3 separate regions of the Drosophila melanogaster genome follow, and regions 2 and 3 are each linked to region 1. A link is a contact called in public Hi-C data. All regions are on one chromosome and are shown on one strand. The core of a region is the stretch at or near the end of the contact, and the rest is flanking DNA. Distances in the headings are between cores, read along the strand shown.

What was found. Hi-C and Micro-C count contacts between places; a contact is called where the count stands out from the background.
Region 2: a contact with region 1 is called in a Hi-C map of the Kc167 cell line, with 2.1 times the contacts expected there. A contact is called at or near these places in 11 of 107 Hi-C or Micro-C datasets (the D17-c3 cell line, the Kc167 cell line, the OSC cell line and 4 more) and 1 of 7 datasets of targeted methods (the Kc167 cell line).
Region 3: a contact with region 1 is called in a Hi-C map of the Kc167 cell line, with 2.4 times the contacts expected there. A contact is called at or near these places in 25 of 107 Hi-C or Micro-C datasets (the Clone 8 cell line, the D17-c3 cell line, the Kc167 cell line and 14 more) and 2 of 7 datasets of targeted methods (both in the Kc167 cell line).

Annotation. Positions count from the first base shown.
Region 1 is chr3L:12,469,882-12,474,030 of dm6, reverse strand. It overlaps CG10616, which reads right to left and starts at 2,303. Exons shown (of 5, transcript NM_001300119.1): 1 at 2,102-2,303; 2 at 1,835-2,009; 3 at 1,394-1,484; 4 at 1,199-1,324; 5 at 1-846. The coding sequence starts at 2,194.
Region 2 is chr3L:12,275,896-12,280,044 of dm6, reverse strand. It overlaps INPP5E (Inositol polyphosphate 5-phosphatase E), which reads right to left and starts at 2,390. Exons shown (of 5, transcript NM_140309.2): 1 at 2,309-2,390; 2 at 1,762-1,819; 3 at 166-1,691; 4 at 1-96. The coding sequence starts at 1,385. Sms (Spermine synthase) reads left to right here and starts at 2,794. Exons shown (of 4, transcript NM_168496.2): 1 at 2,794-3,155. The coding sequence starts at 2,871.
Region 3 is chr3L:12,335,030-12,339,178 of dm6, reverse strand. lncRNA:CR45444 (long non-coding RNA:CR45444) reads right to left here and starts at 1,827. Exons shown (of 1, transcript NR_124903.1): 1 at 1,480-1,827. CG10418 reads right to left here and starts at 2,503. Exons shown (of 3, transcript NM_140313.3): 1 at 2,462-2,503; 2 at 2,333-2,400; 3 at 1,943-2,269. The coding sequence starts at 2,464. The coding sequence ends at 2,053. Lmx1a (LIM homeobox transcription factor 1 alpha) reads right to left here. Exons shown (of 3, transcript NM_168497.2): 2 at 4,094-4,149; 3 at 3,278-4,019. The coding sequence ends at 3,760. CrzR (Corazonin receptor) reads left to right here. Exons shown (of 6, transcript NM_140314.4): 6 at 1-63.

The sequences.
Region 1 (4,149 bases), core at 1,054-3,553:
TCCATCTTGCAATTGTTGAAGTGCGTATCATCCGGGAGTCCCTCTGCCTCCACGGATATGGTCTCTGGATCTAGATCCACGTCCAGAATCTGTTTAGCCTGGGCCACCACAACAGTTGGTGCCTCGCCACGGAATAAGTACTCGGAAAACTGAACTACTGCTCCGACCGACGCACTGGGACCCTCTGAAGGCAGGCTGAAGAACACACGTCTCGGCGGCTCACTAATGTACAGAGCTTCATTGGTCACATATGGATCGGTGAGTCCATCGCAGTACACTTGTATACGCGTTATCAGCGAACGGAGCACATCGTCGCGTAGGAAACGCTTAACATCTGCTATACTGTTTCGAGGATTGCAGAATACCTTTGAGGTAATAATGCCGCTCATGTGCAGCGTGCCACTAAATTCGCGCACCTTGATGTCCGTCGGTTTGCTCAGCTGGCATTTCATGGGGAGCACGATGCTCGCCCGGATGGTTTCAGTGCCTCCGATGATTCCTTCGGACGCAAGCCGCGGCAGGGAGTCAGTGGTGTTGCTCGAGGCAGTGGCCGTGCCACCTGTTGTCGATGTCGGTTGCAGCTTGTCCACTTTCGTCTTTTTCTTTTTGATATAGGCCTGCAGATCGATGGTGTCCTCGACAACTTCGTTTTGGAGGAATACTTCACTGGCGAGCAGGTTCTTGCGCACCGACACTATCATACTCTGGAACTGGTCTTCGATGTTGACGCGACGCGAGGAGTCCAGTATGGGCAGCACATCATCGAAATCGTAGCTGCACTCCAGCTGAATCCACTCGAAGGGTTTGTCCACAAACCGGAACTCCATATTGGTGAAAGTGCCGCCGCTATCAAAAGAAATACTCATATTATATTTAGGCTAGGAAAAGTCTGAATGTAATCAAACTACCATATAAACATGAACAATCCTAATGGTTAACTAACACATAAAATGCATTCCAAGAAATAAGAAACACAAGGACAAGGATAGCAAAGAAAGTGATTATTGAACATAGAACATAAGTTATGAAAGTACATAGTTCTCAACTTTTTAGTTACCATATGATGCATTTTATGTTTGCCGTAAAATACGTTTTTTTGCAATGTCTAGTTATAAATTGTAAGCGATTCGTTTGGTGAAAGAAAGAATACACATTGAGACCCGTATCTGTGATCAGGGATTACGTTTCCGATACTCACTTGCCATAGCTGTAGTTCTTGCAGAGCACTTTCTTGTCGGCCAGCGAATACGAGAGGAATACGAAATCAGTCTGTGCAATGTCGGTGGTGTAGACGCCAAACGAGCTGTTGCTTTTCAGGAGCAAACTGGAAAAGTAAGAAAAGAGGTCATTTCAAATGGAGACTCATATCATACTCATATAGTTAGTGACTTACTCGTAAATATCTGAAAACAGCTTTTTGGCATTCTTAAATTCGGCGCTCTGTTCGTTTACTACATCGGATCTTACTGAAGACACAAAGATTCCTGCAAAGATAAATAATTCATTAATAATTAATTCTAGATGGTAAGTCCTAAAGCTTCGCTTACTTTCATCTTAGTTAAGTACCTAAGTTTACATTACTGGTTTCACTACCCATTACTGATAGCTTAAAGATTTATCTATGACGAAAGATCAAAAGTTTCGAATTGACAGATTAAACAGTCAAATTGGGTGGGTTAGCCCATATACAAAACATACAAAAAAAAAGGGTTTGGCTAAATTTCGAATCCACGGGAGGAATACAAGGTCCCCATAAATAATATGCCTTAGCATTATGACTATGATTATTTCTGGGTAGGGCAGATAAAACTGCAGGGGCAGCACGCAAACCCACCGATGACGTCAAAAGATCCGGGACACATTTTGCTGGCGCTCAGCCACTGGGAGGCCAATGCCTGTGAGTTGATGTCCGAGATGGTGAGCCGGACCTCCGACAGGTCCTCCAGATCCGCATCCTCCTCGTTGTTCCTGGCCAGGTGGACCACCACGCTCTTGGTGAGATCCGCTTGCTATTTCAACCGAAGCGGATGAAACCAGGAGAAAGTGGAGATTCAGTTGAGCGGGGGAACCAAACAAAATCTACGTGGCGGATGGCACTTACATGGCCCACGATTATCCCGTACGAGAACTGGTTCTCCTGTGCGCATTTCTCCAGGTACAGCTCGTCGTGTTTGCTCAACAGCACTGTGCGCATCGTGGCTCTGGGGTTTCTGTTTACTTCGTAAATTTAATGTTAACTATATTCGTTCCGAAATGACAAATTTTTAGAGCTGGGTACACCCCCCACGATAGTAGCTGTAATCGAATACTTGCTATCGAGGCTAAATTTCGATAGTGAGCGATAGTGCTAAGCTATTCAAATTTGAATTCAATTGCTATTTATTTTCGGATTTTAAAAATAACGCCACAATCAAGTCCATTGACCTTAATTAAATGGTGTTTGGGAATTTATTTATTTTGAATGTGCCGACTATCGATACGCACCAGCTCTATGAATTGGTGTGACCGAAGGTTATATTTTAAAAGTATGGATTATGAGGTAAATTCTTATCGATATTTAACGAAGTTTATTTAAAAAAGCTTGCCATCTCTAGAAAACTGTTAAATTTAAAAATATATTCGAAATTTTAAAAAGTGTAATTAATAAAACAACATTACCCTTTTTTTTTACTAAGAATAACTACTAAATTTTACATGTTTGTCCAAGATTTATTTAAAAAGTGTTTCAAATACCATGTGCAACATCTAGATAATATAATATATATGTTTAACAGCTCCTGGCGAGGCATTTAAAAAAAAAAATAACATTCAATAACTGTATACGTATAAATACGTAAATATACCTTATTTAAATAACTCCCTGAATGTTTATACAAATTTTATGAGAATAGGCACACTTTACTTTTATCAATTAGAACATGATTGAATAGATTTATTTATTAATTTTAAGAAATTGACAAGCAGTAATTTAAAGAAGACTCTTTGATATAGGGTTGTTTATTATTGAAATGTAATTGCAGTTTACTTTTGATTTTTCTTTACGAATCGATAAAGTCCTTGAGTGTTTATTTTCCTAATCTTTAGACACTCGACTTAGGATATTAAGACTTAATTTACCTCCGCGACTGCAAAGCGATGAAAGTATGTATGTATGTACCCCCGTGGCAGGTTCTTCAATTAAGGCCCCCGGCTCCAGCAGCAACATAATCTCCATCTCCATCTCCCAATTCCGCTGCACTGCATCAGCTGCCGTGGGGCGATTACGCACGACGTCTGGCCGAAGAGCGGACCCCATGAGTACGGATCCGTGCCACCCAAATGGTCAAGTGGCCGGTGGACTATGGCGCGAACGGACGCGATCGGTAATCGAATTAGGTAAACAAACACTCCATAAGGCGGGCGTACGTTGATAATGTGTGCATAAGCAAATAGGAGACCGTATTGGGATTGGAATTGGGATTGGGATTGGGGCTGGAACTCTGCGCTGGACGGATGGATTGGATGGACTGCGATGGATGGGGAGATCTCGAGGAGCGGGTTGCGATTGCGGCGGCGATGACGGGCGAAAAAAAACTAAATGAAATTTCATTTAGGTGGTCGCCAACGGCTGCGGACCATCTGCTTGTGTGAATGCTTGATTGTTGAAGTGCCACTTGATGGGGCGAGGGCGCACGCTACTCGCGGGGATTACACTGGCCAAAATTGGGATCAAATGGTTACGAAATATGTATATACCATATATAACACTATTCCATAGAGACCATTGATTCAACTCTTTAAATATTGCTATAGATCTTGAGTAAACTAGTAAAAAAAAATCGTAAAAAATATTTTTAAAAATTTCAGACTTTAATTAAGAACTCTTACTGTCAAGTTAAGACAAAAAAATGTTGTAAGAAGATAATTCTGTTACTTTAAATTATCCCAGAAAACAATGGAATGAAAAATATCTCAGTGCTGAAAGGTTTCTTTGGTTGCTGAGCAATATGGGTCACCGGTTTACGCAATTTCTTACCGTGCAGCGATCGGTATCCAGATATTATTTACTTAGTAAATTATTCCTGTTCGATTGTTTGCGTTTGCTCTGGATCTCTGGCATGAGGGCACTCGAACGTCATCGTCAGCAGCGTTTCATTCATGATTCGCCTT
Region 2 (4,149 bases), core at 1,141-3,640, 190 kb after region 1:
CACTCGAAGCGGTCTGGGGTGGACTCCTGTGTGCCCATTACCACAATGTCGGGCACGTGCTCCACATTGGCTGGCAGCACAAAATCATTAAGTTGTCTGCAATAAAAAGAATAATTGAGATATGAACTCATAAGCTTTTAGACTTAATTTATTAAATTTACATACTTGGGTGGACTGTGGCCATTCATATTCCAAGTTCCCACAAAGACGGTAATCTCCTTTTGCGGCAGCACGCGGCTTAGCTCACTGGGACCCAAAAGGGAAGTTGATCCCAGCCTGCCATCCAGGTAACTTCGCTCCCTGGCGTTATCCGCCGGGATCAGATTCAATGCATGTGCCGCCATTAAAGTCTGGCGAGCCAGATTAGATCCCGAACCCTGTCTTTGGAGTGTCATGTTCTCGTGCGACATAAACCTCACGCCTGGCTGCTCCTCTATGTGTTCTATTCCATCTGGCTGAGTGGCTATATTCGGCGAGGACATGTGCTGTGGTGTGGTGGCTCTTTTAATGTCACCAGGTTCTGTGGCTGCCTGAAGAGGGGGTAACTCTTGTCCAGGTGGATAGAGCTTTAAACGCAGTCGGGATCGGCAGGCTGATACTGCCATGGGTCGAATGGGCGAGCGATTTTGAAGGCTTTCGCTCCGTGCCACCGAAGCGCTGGCCGCAGCAGGGCTGCAGTGGGCAAAGAAGGTTTTGCTGGCCACCGGTGATTCTGGCGCACTGGCACACTCACTGGACGGACGCGGTCGGTGTGAGGATCCTTCGCTGGAGTGCAGCGAGCCCGAGTTGTTGTCCACCATGCTCCAACTTAGCGAGAGGTTATCGCGCCGCAGAACACTGTTGCTATCCGGTATGGAGTTATAACGCACGGTCACCGGCGGTGTCATCGGTTTCTTTTCCGCCTTGCAGCACAGACTGAACTGGTGACTAAATCTATTGTGATTGGGTGAGCGATGCTTGGGCGACTTGCGCCGCATCACCACGTCGGCTCCTCCATCGCTTTGGGAACCAGCATCCGTACTGTGCCGGTGCGAGTGATTCTTTCCTTTCGAGGAACTTGGCTTTGCACGCCTGTGGAAGCTGATCAGCCCGCTGTGCGACTTCTCCAGCGGCAGCGTTTGGCTTTTGAGGGTGCTCCCATTGTTATTGACATGGTTTGCAGACGTATCTGCATTGCACTTGGCGAAACTGACATCGTATTGGCCACAGGCGGACACGGGTCTCTGTTGTAATCTTGGCGATTCGGGTGTCACGGGATGTGGCTCCACCTTACTAGGTCGCTTGCTCAGCAAACCGAACAGGGAGCTCGCGGTCTTGTGACCGGATCTGGGACTGCTGGTGGAACTGGTTATCCGTTCCTCACTTCCCGCGCTGCTGTGCTGCATGTTGGCTTTAGTCCGAACGAAATGATTCTATCATCTAAGGTGAAGGTGCTAAGTGGTTATCATGCCCCCCTTTTGTCAAGTTAATTCGCTCTATCTGCCGGATCTCTCGAACCGAGCTCATTGTGCGATGGCCTCTGGCTGCCGGCCATATAAATAGTAAAGCCAGACGTCATCGAGCGAGCACAATGCAAATGCGACTTTGGTCCGGCGTTCTGGCTGGTCGCAATGCAAATTATTTTGGGCTCGGCGATGACGTACACGAAATCAGGCTAATTGGGCTGACTGGCGGCGATTGCGTGTGCTGTTCTGTAAGATTTTAATGAAGGTAAACATTTAGGCGGGTTGGTAATACCAAGGGTATAATACACTTACTAACCTGCAAGCAACTAAATAAAAAAAACACATATGTGGGCAGATCCTTTGGGGCGAGAGAGCTGAAAGGATTCAGAAAATCAATATGCTGGGTAATAACTGTGGCGACACCGTCGCGATATATAAAATGGGGAGGATTGTGGGCGATTTGGGGGGTGGTTGGTCGCGGAAGGGTGGTCTTTGGCGACGACGTAACAACATTGGCATGCTGCGGCGCCCACGCATCCAAGCACTGAGCACTCAGCATCTGAACGTCTGAACACAAGCACAATATCCGTCGTCTGCTGGCTGATTCGATTCTCTGGGATCGAGAGATTTATAATTAGCAGACCATTGTTCCCGTCAGCGCAGCCTTGTTGTTCTTGTGTTGTTGGCCTACGTCTAGCATAAAAGCAGCAACAATAGCACATAGCACACATGCGATATTCAAGTTCAGGTTCAGGTGCGCATTGATTTCGCTCTTGGTGTGCTTTTCATGTTCCGCACTGGTACGCACTACCCTTCCACGCTGCTGTCACCTATGCGATTTATGTAATTTTTGTATGATTTACCGCGTTCCAATGTTGTTTACACCCAAAAACTCCGAGCAAGTGCGGAACTTGTCGTGGGAACTGCGATTTAGGGGTGGCAAAAGTGGGCAGCCAACTGCCGATAAGTGGGAGCACGTATCGATAGGTGCGGGCGGGGGTGTTTCAGTGGCTGGGTTGTGACACGATAGATTTAAAGAAATATTTCTTAAATATTAATTAAGATTTGTATTTAATTGTGTTTCCAGCAAAACGTACCAATGTAATATTTATTAGGTAAACATACATAACAAAGCGCTATATATTCAATACAAAATTGTGGGCCAAGTACCCTTCAAAAATTTATTAAGAGGAATTTATAACATTATTATTAAATGTACTTTATTATTTTTTACAATTATTTAATAAACCGTTTCTTATATTAAAAAAAATAATAAGGTTTAATTAACTGTATTATACAGCCACACTAGAAGTGCAATCGAAATCGACTTGCTATCGGTGCTCGTAAGGCGCATCACTAGTATTTCGTTTCGGTCGGTACGCGGTTCAGCGTTTTTGTTCAACGGATTAGCGCAAGTTAAGCACGATGGCGGCCCAGACGATACTGTTTGATTTCACGCTGGACAAGGACAAGACGGCGGATGAGGAGGCGCGCCTCCAGGTGGCCAAAATCCTGCGTAACGAGCTGGAGCAGCTGTTCCCCCAGCTGGAGCTGGCCTACTCGATGGAGTCGCCGGAAAACGGCTACTTTGCGGTGCTGCACGAGAACAAGGACACGGTGATTACCTGCCGCATCTTCCAGCACGGCCTGCTGACGCTCAACGTGGAGTACTTCCTGCCCGATGGCAAGGAGCCGAGCATATCCTTCGACGTACGTATTCAGTGCAATTTAGATTCCTTTAAAAAACTCAAAAAACAAGCAAGCAAACACCCGACAGCAGCACCACCACCCACATCTTTCTTACCCTCCCAGTTTCCGTGTCTCGGCTGATTAGTTGGGGAAAGGGTTTTCCACCCACCGGGTAAAATTGATTTTCCGCGCACTTGTACCCGAGTGTTGTTGCTTCATCATACATACATGTGGGGGTGTGTGCATGGCAAGTGGGCAACCATGTGGGTGGGTTGATTGGTTGTGTGTGTGAGTGTGTTCCTGACCACTCGGCGAGCTCAAATGGCCGGCACTTGGTCAGGGTCAGTTCGTCCGTCCTTGGCCTCAAGTGATGGCTGCCCCCATCCCAGCACTTTCACCAGTTTCTATTATCTAACACCTCTGAAGCACACATCACATACATAGCGATTTCAGCTGGGCTTTGCTAGGTTAACTTGTCGTTCCGGTCCCGTTTCTATGCTTTTCACATTTGGCCGGAGCACGTGGGTTGGGTTCGACTCGCGATCTATTGATTGGCGCCCCTTTGGGGCATGGTACCCATACTAATAAGAAGAAAAACACCCGGAATATGCGGCCCTTATTACAGAAACCAGATTTCAGGTTACACCCTTAGGCACGCATTATTTCATTTGATACTTAAACTTTCTTATACCAGTTTACTCTACTTACGCATGCACATATAAACAAACCTAAGTCAACAAAATGACTGTTGATACCACAAATCTGAGGGTTTTCAAAATGACAACCAGTATTTGTTTGTAAAACAACAAAGAATATAAAATTTGATAGAATATTTCAATTTCTTCCATCATTTGTTTAAGTACATCTAAAATGCTAGAGAAAATGTCCCATGTACATATGCCTACAGCTACGGTAAGCTAAATAGCATCAAAAAAATTAAATTATGTCAAAAAGTCTAAAATTGTTTTGTTCTATAACTATAGCTTTAACAAAATCCCAAGTAAAATTTTTATAA
Region 3 (4,149 bases), core at 578-3,077, 130 kb after region 1:
AAGAATATTGTAAAAAAAAAAGATTGTAAAGTTTAAAATAAATATGAGTTCATGTTCAACGACACAAGGAATTATTTTGATTAATTTAAAGTACTAAAAATCCATATCCAAACTCATGTCCATATCTTAGTTCCTGAGTTACAATTAGTTTCCGTTGATTTCCGTTTCCTAAACTTCAAGGAATCTGCATCCATCTGAATCGAACTTTTCCCTGTGTAAACGGCGCTCTTCCAAAGGAATCCATAATTTACGGCCATCTGGAAATGTCAATGGAAACGCCGAATTCCACCGAACACCACTATTCAATTTGGCCAAAAAGCCCCCGGAGATGTACGGATGATTCTGGAAATTCCGCAGGATTAACCACGCACACACATGTGTGTACATGTGTCATTAGAGGAATCCAGTGCATGCTGCGTATCCCTCGGAACGGCTTAGCTTCCATCCCGTTTGCATATTCATGTGCGCACTTTGGTGCGTACTTATGTATAAATAATCTGTGTCAAATTTGTATAGTTTATTTTTTAATAAAACCCGAATGATCCCAGCGTAACTTTACGAGCTAACTTTTACGCGCCACGCACAGCTCAACACGTTGATGAACTAGGACGTACTGCAGCATGTGCCCCATAAATCCCCCAGAGCTCACATCCACCCGCCGGAGCACGGGTATATTACAAAATTTTTATGTGCGCCACAGGCTGAGGTCGCCCTCCCCACTCCACCATAGCGATAGGCCAGAAACGAGGACACTTTTCCCTTTGCCAGTGCCACCCATTCCGAAAATAGAAAGTCCGATGCGGAGAAAAACTTTCTGGCCCAAAATGCAAAACAATCTTTGCGAGCCGGAGTCGGACGAACAATGCGATGCGTCTCGAAATCTCAATTTAGAAGCTGCGCCGGAAACAGGAACCCAATTACCACAAATAATGAAAGATGGACTCCGCTGGGCTGGACTTAACTTCCCCCTTCAATTATGCGCAGTCAGACGAGCTACGAGTCCTTAGCACTGACCAAAAAATTCTGACTATAACCATTCAAAAATGTAATAAAAAAGGGAGGATAATTTCAGCGATAAACTTCCGGTTTCTGGTACCATTTAAATTCAATTAAGTGGAATATTACAAGGTAAAGATTCTGATGTCAAGCTATTTTTTTTTAATAATGACATCAAGCTTAAAAAGGAATATATGTTGCTAAGCGAACTAGCTTAGGATGGCAATAATTTGTTTATAAAAATTCTATTTACAATCAAATTTGGTAACATTATATTCGAAGTAGCTATGTTTTTTTTCTGCCTGTAGCCCTTCAACTTTTAATGGATCGATATTTCGTGATGTTCCGCTGACCAACTGCCAAAGTTTAGAACGCGATTCCCTGGCCATTCCGAAATGTAAATGCCGAGCGAAAAGTGTTCCACGAATGCGTATTTTATTTTAAGTACGAATTCCAGCAAACAAAGCCATTCGATGGCGGCTGGCGAAGAGGCACTTAAGGAGCGGGTCGAGGTCCAGAAAATTAAAAGCATTCCGCCAGGCTCCTCCATTTTATTGCGGATAAAAGGTTGAATTCGAGGGCCGGGCCATAATAGCAATCACAATCGTAAAACGGGCTGCAAGTACATACGAGTATAGTCGTGTGATATAGCAACCCATTGTGGAAACCTTGTATGAATGAGTCCGTGTATCCGGTGATGTGTAGACAAGGCATCCAGACATTCAGACAGCCAGTACATCGTCACAGCAATTATACAAATTTATGGACCATTATCAACATGACACAAAATTTGGCCCACAAGCCACACTTGGCTCTACTGGCTCCATTCAAGCGTGGAGCGATAAAAGCTGGGACATTTGCGCAAGCGTAGGGAGCAGCACCCACGGTAACCTCGAGACTGACTCATCGAAAACTGATGGGCCGTAAATAACGTACATAGCGACTTAATACGGGGATTCCTCTTATTGGTTTTGCTTTAACAGAATTTCACTTAGGTTTTTAGGACAGTTTACGAAGCAATGGGTAGATCCAATTGGGCTGCTGGTAGTGGTATTCTTATCTTGTGCTCACAACAGCCTCCTTTCGCGCCGCATCCTGGAGCAGCTGGGTGTCCACCTCGTCGCCCGGCAGCTGCACGTATCGCACCACGGAGCCACGGATGAAGCAGTTCTTGACGCTCAGCATGTGGGGGTACTTGTCCGGATCTGTGACACTGATATCCGTCAGCTTGATGTTCAGGTACTGATCCACCGAGTGCAGGGTGCCACATATGCTGTTTAATTATAAAGAAAGTATTAAAAATTCCTCAATTTACCGGCAAATAAACGAATCTCACCTGAGGTCGTTTTTCAACTCCACAACGACTTCCTTGCCCACCAGCGACTTGAAGAAGGAGTAAAAGAGCTGCAGATTACATAAAGCGTTAATGTTAATTCTTAAATTCACAGTTATTTCGGTTTTGTACCATTGTTATTGTTTATTGCAATTTCGACGAACGCGTTGTTTTTTTTTAGAGATGTGCACTGTAAAAATAAAAAACTATCGATCGCTGTTTTAAAAAATACATATCGATACATTTCATGTGTGATTGTGAGTAACGATATTCTATTAACATTTGGCTTATAAATATTACTTTCATAAAATTTGATCAAAAATTAATGTATATTAAATCTTTAAACTGTGTGGCTTAAAAGGAATTAAGCAGTAGCTGAGCTGCCATCTGTTAATTATTTCTATCCATGTGGCAACGCTTTGTCGTCGCTATTGGTCGAGTTTCATAAAAGCCAGCTTTGTACGGGCAGCATTTTGGCGGGCAAAAAAATATGGTTTTTAAATAATATATTTCGGTCAATTTATGAAGCTTTACTAAGGCATTCATAGTATTCACAAAAAAAAGGTGTATATATTCGCAGTCGAGTAAATACAGTAAACGCAATAAGTTTTCTTTTTAGTTATTGTGCTCTTTATTTATTATCAAGCATCAACGCATCTTAAATGGATTTTTCGATAATACGGCAAATAAAAAATTTAAAATAAATTAGGCTGTGTAAATAAATACGAAATAAATAAATAAATATTCTTACAATTATATAAAAAAAAAATTAATTTTTTAAAATAAGAGACGATATTACCGATAAAAGACGAAGGATAAAAAATAAGAAATAAAGGAAAATCATGCGAAATAAAAATATTAACAATCGCAAGTCAATCCCAACCCATTTAAAATATTGAACGCATCCGTTAATTCGAAGATAAGATCCACAGACATTTGCAAGAATTCGGTTAAGATGTATATTTTAGGGGAACAGATTAAATTGCACTTGCTAATACAATTATTGACTTTTAAATTACATTTAATAACAATTTTCTCGGGTGGTTAAAACTATTTACAAACATAAGAGGGCGCATTGACCACTTTGCCATTTCTCAAGGAGTTATACATTTTTTTTTTTGGTTTGCCTCTAGAGTCTATACCAACAAAAAGATGTGCTGCCCGCCCCGTTTTTCTGCGCCTTCAAATCGCCAAGAATCTTAAAATTTCAATTAGCTTAAAAAAATCACATTTGATGTATCTTGTATCCGGTTCTACGACTCCAACTTAATGCGCCGAATGCGGAAGGTGCCAACTACGCGCTACGTTTTAAAGTAACAGCAAGGACCTCGCGTCCCTTTTCCATCGGATCCTGCCACTCTAACGCTAATAAATTCGTCTCTATCCCACGATCGCCTCGGTGCTTCCCTGTCATTCCAGCCAATGGCCATCTAATGCTCCGAGCTGAAGTACGAGTTCTGCATGAGATACAGCTTGTCGATGGGGTTTATCAGGCTGTTGTTCAGGTTGGCCAGCATGTCGTGGGGATTCGAGTGGGAGTGCGAGTGCTGGTTGCCCGACGAGCTGGTGGACTGCAGCTCCAGGTTGTTCAGCGACAGCGAGTCCGCATCGTCATCCAACTGGTCAAAGTTGCTCCCATCCAGCGAGAGGTCCGAGCTGCAGAAGCTGTCATTCGAGTTGGCCGGATAGTCTGTTGAAAAGCAAGCCATTAGTACTTGTAGAATAATGCTTGGACGAAATCAAACTTCAAATCGAACCACTTACCATCCGGTGAGAAGGGCAAATTGGGATTCAGCGGCTGGCTGGCGAAAGTGCTGTCC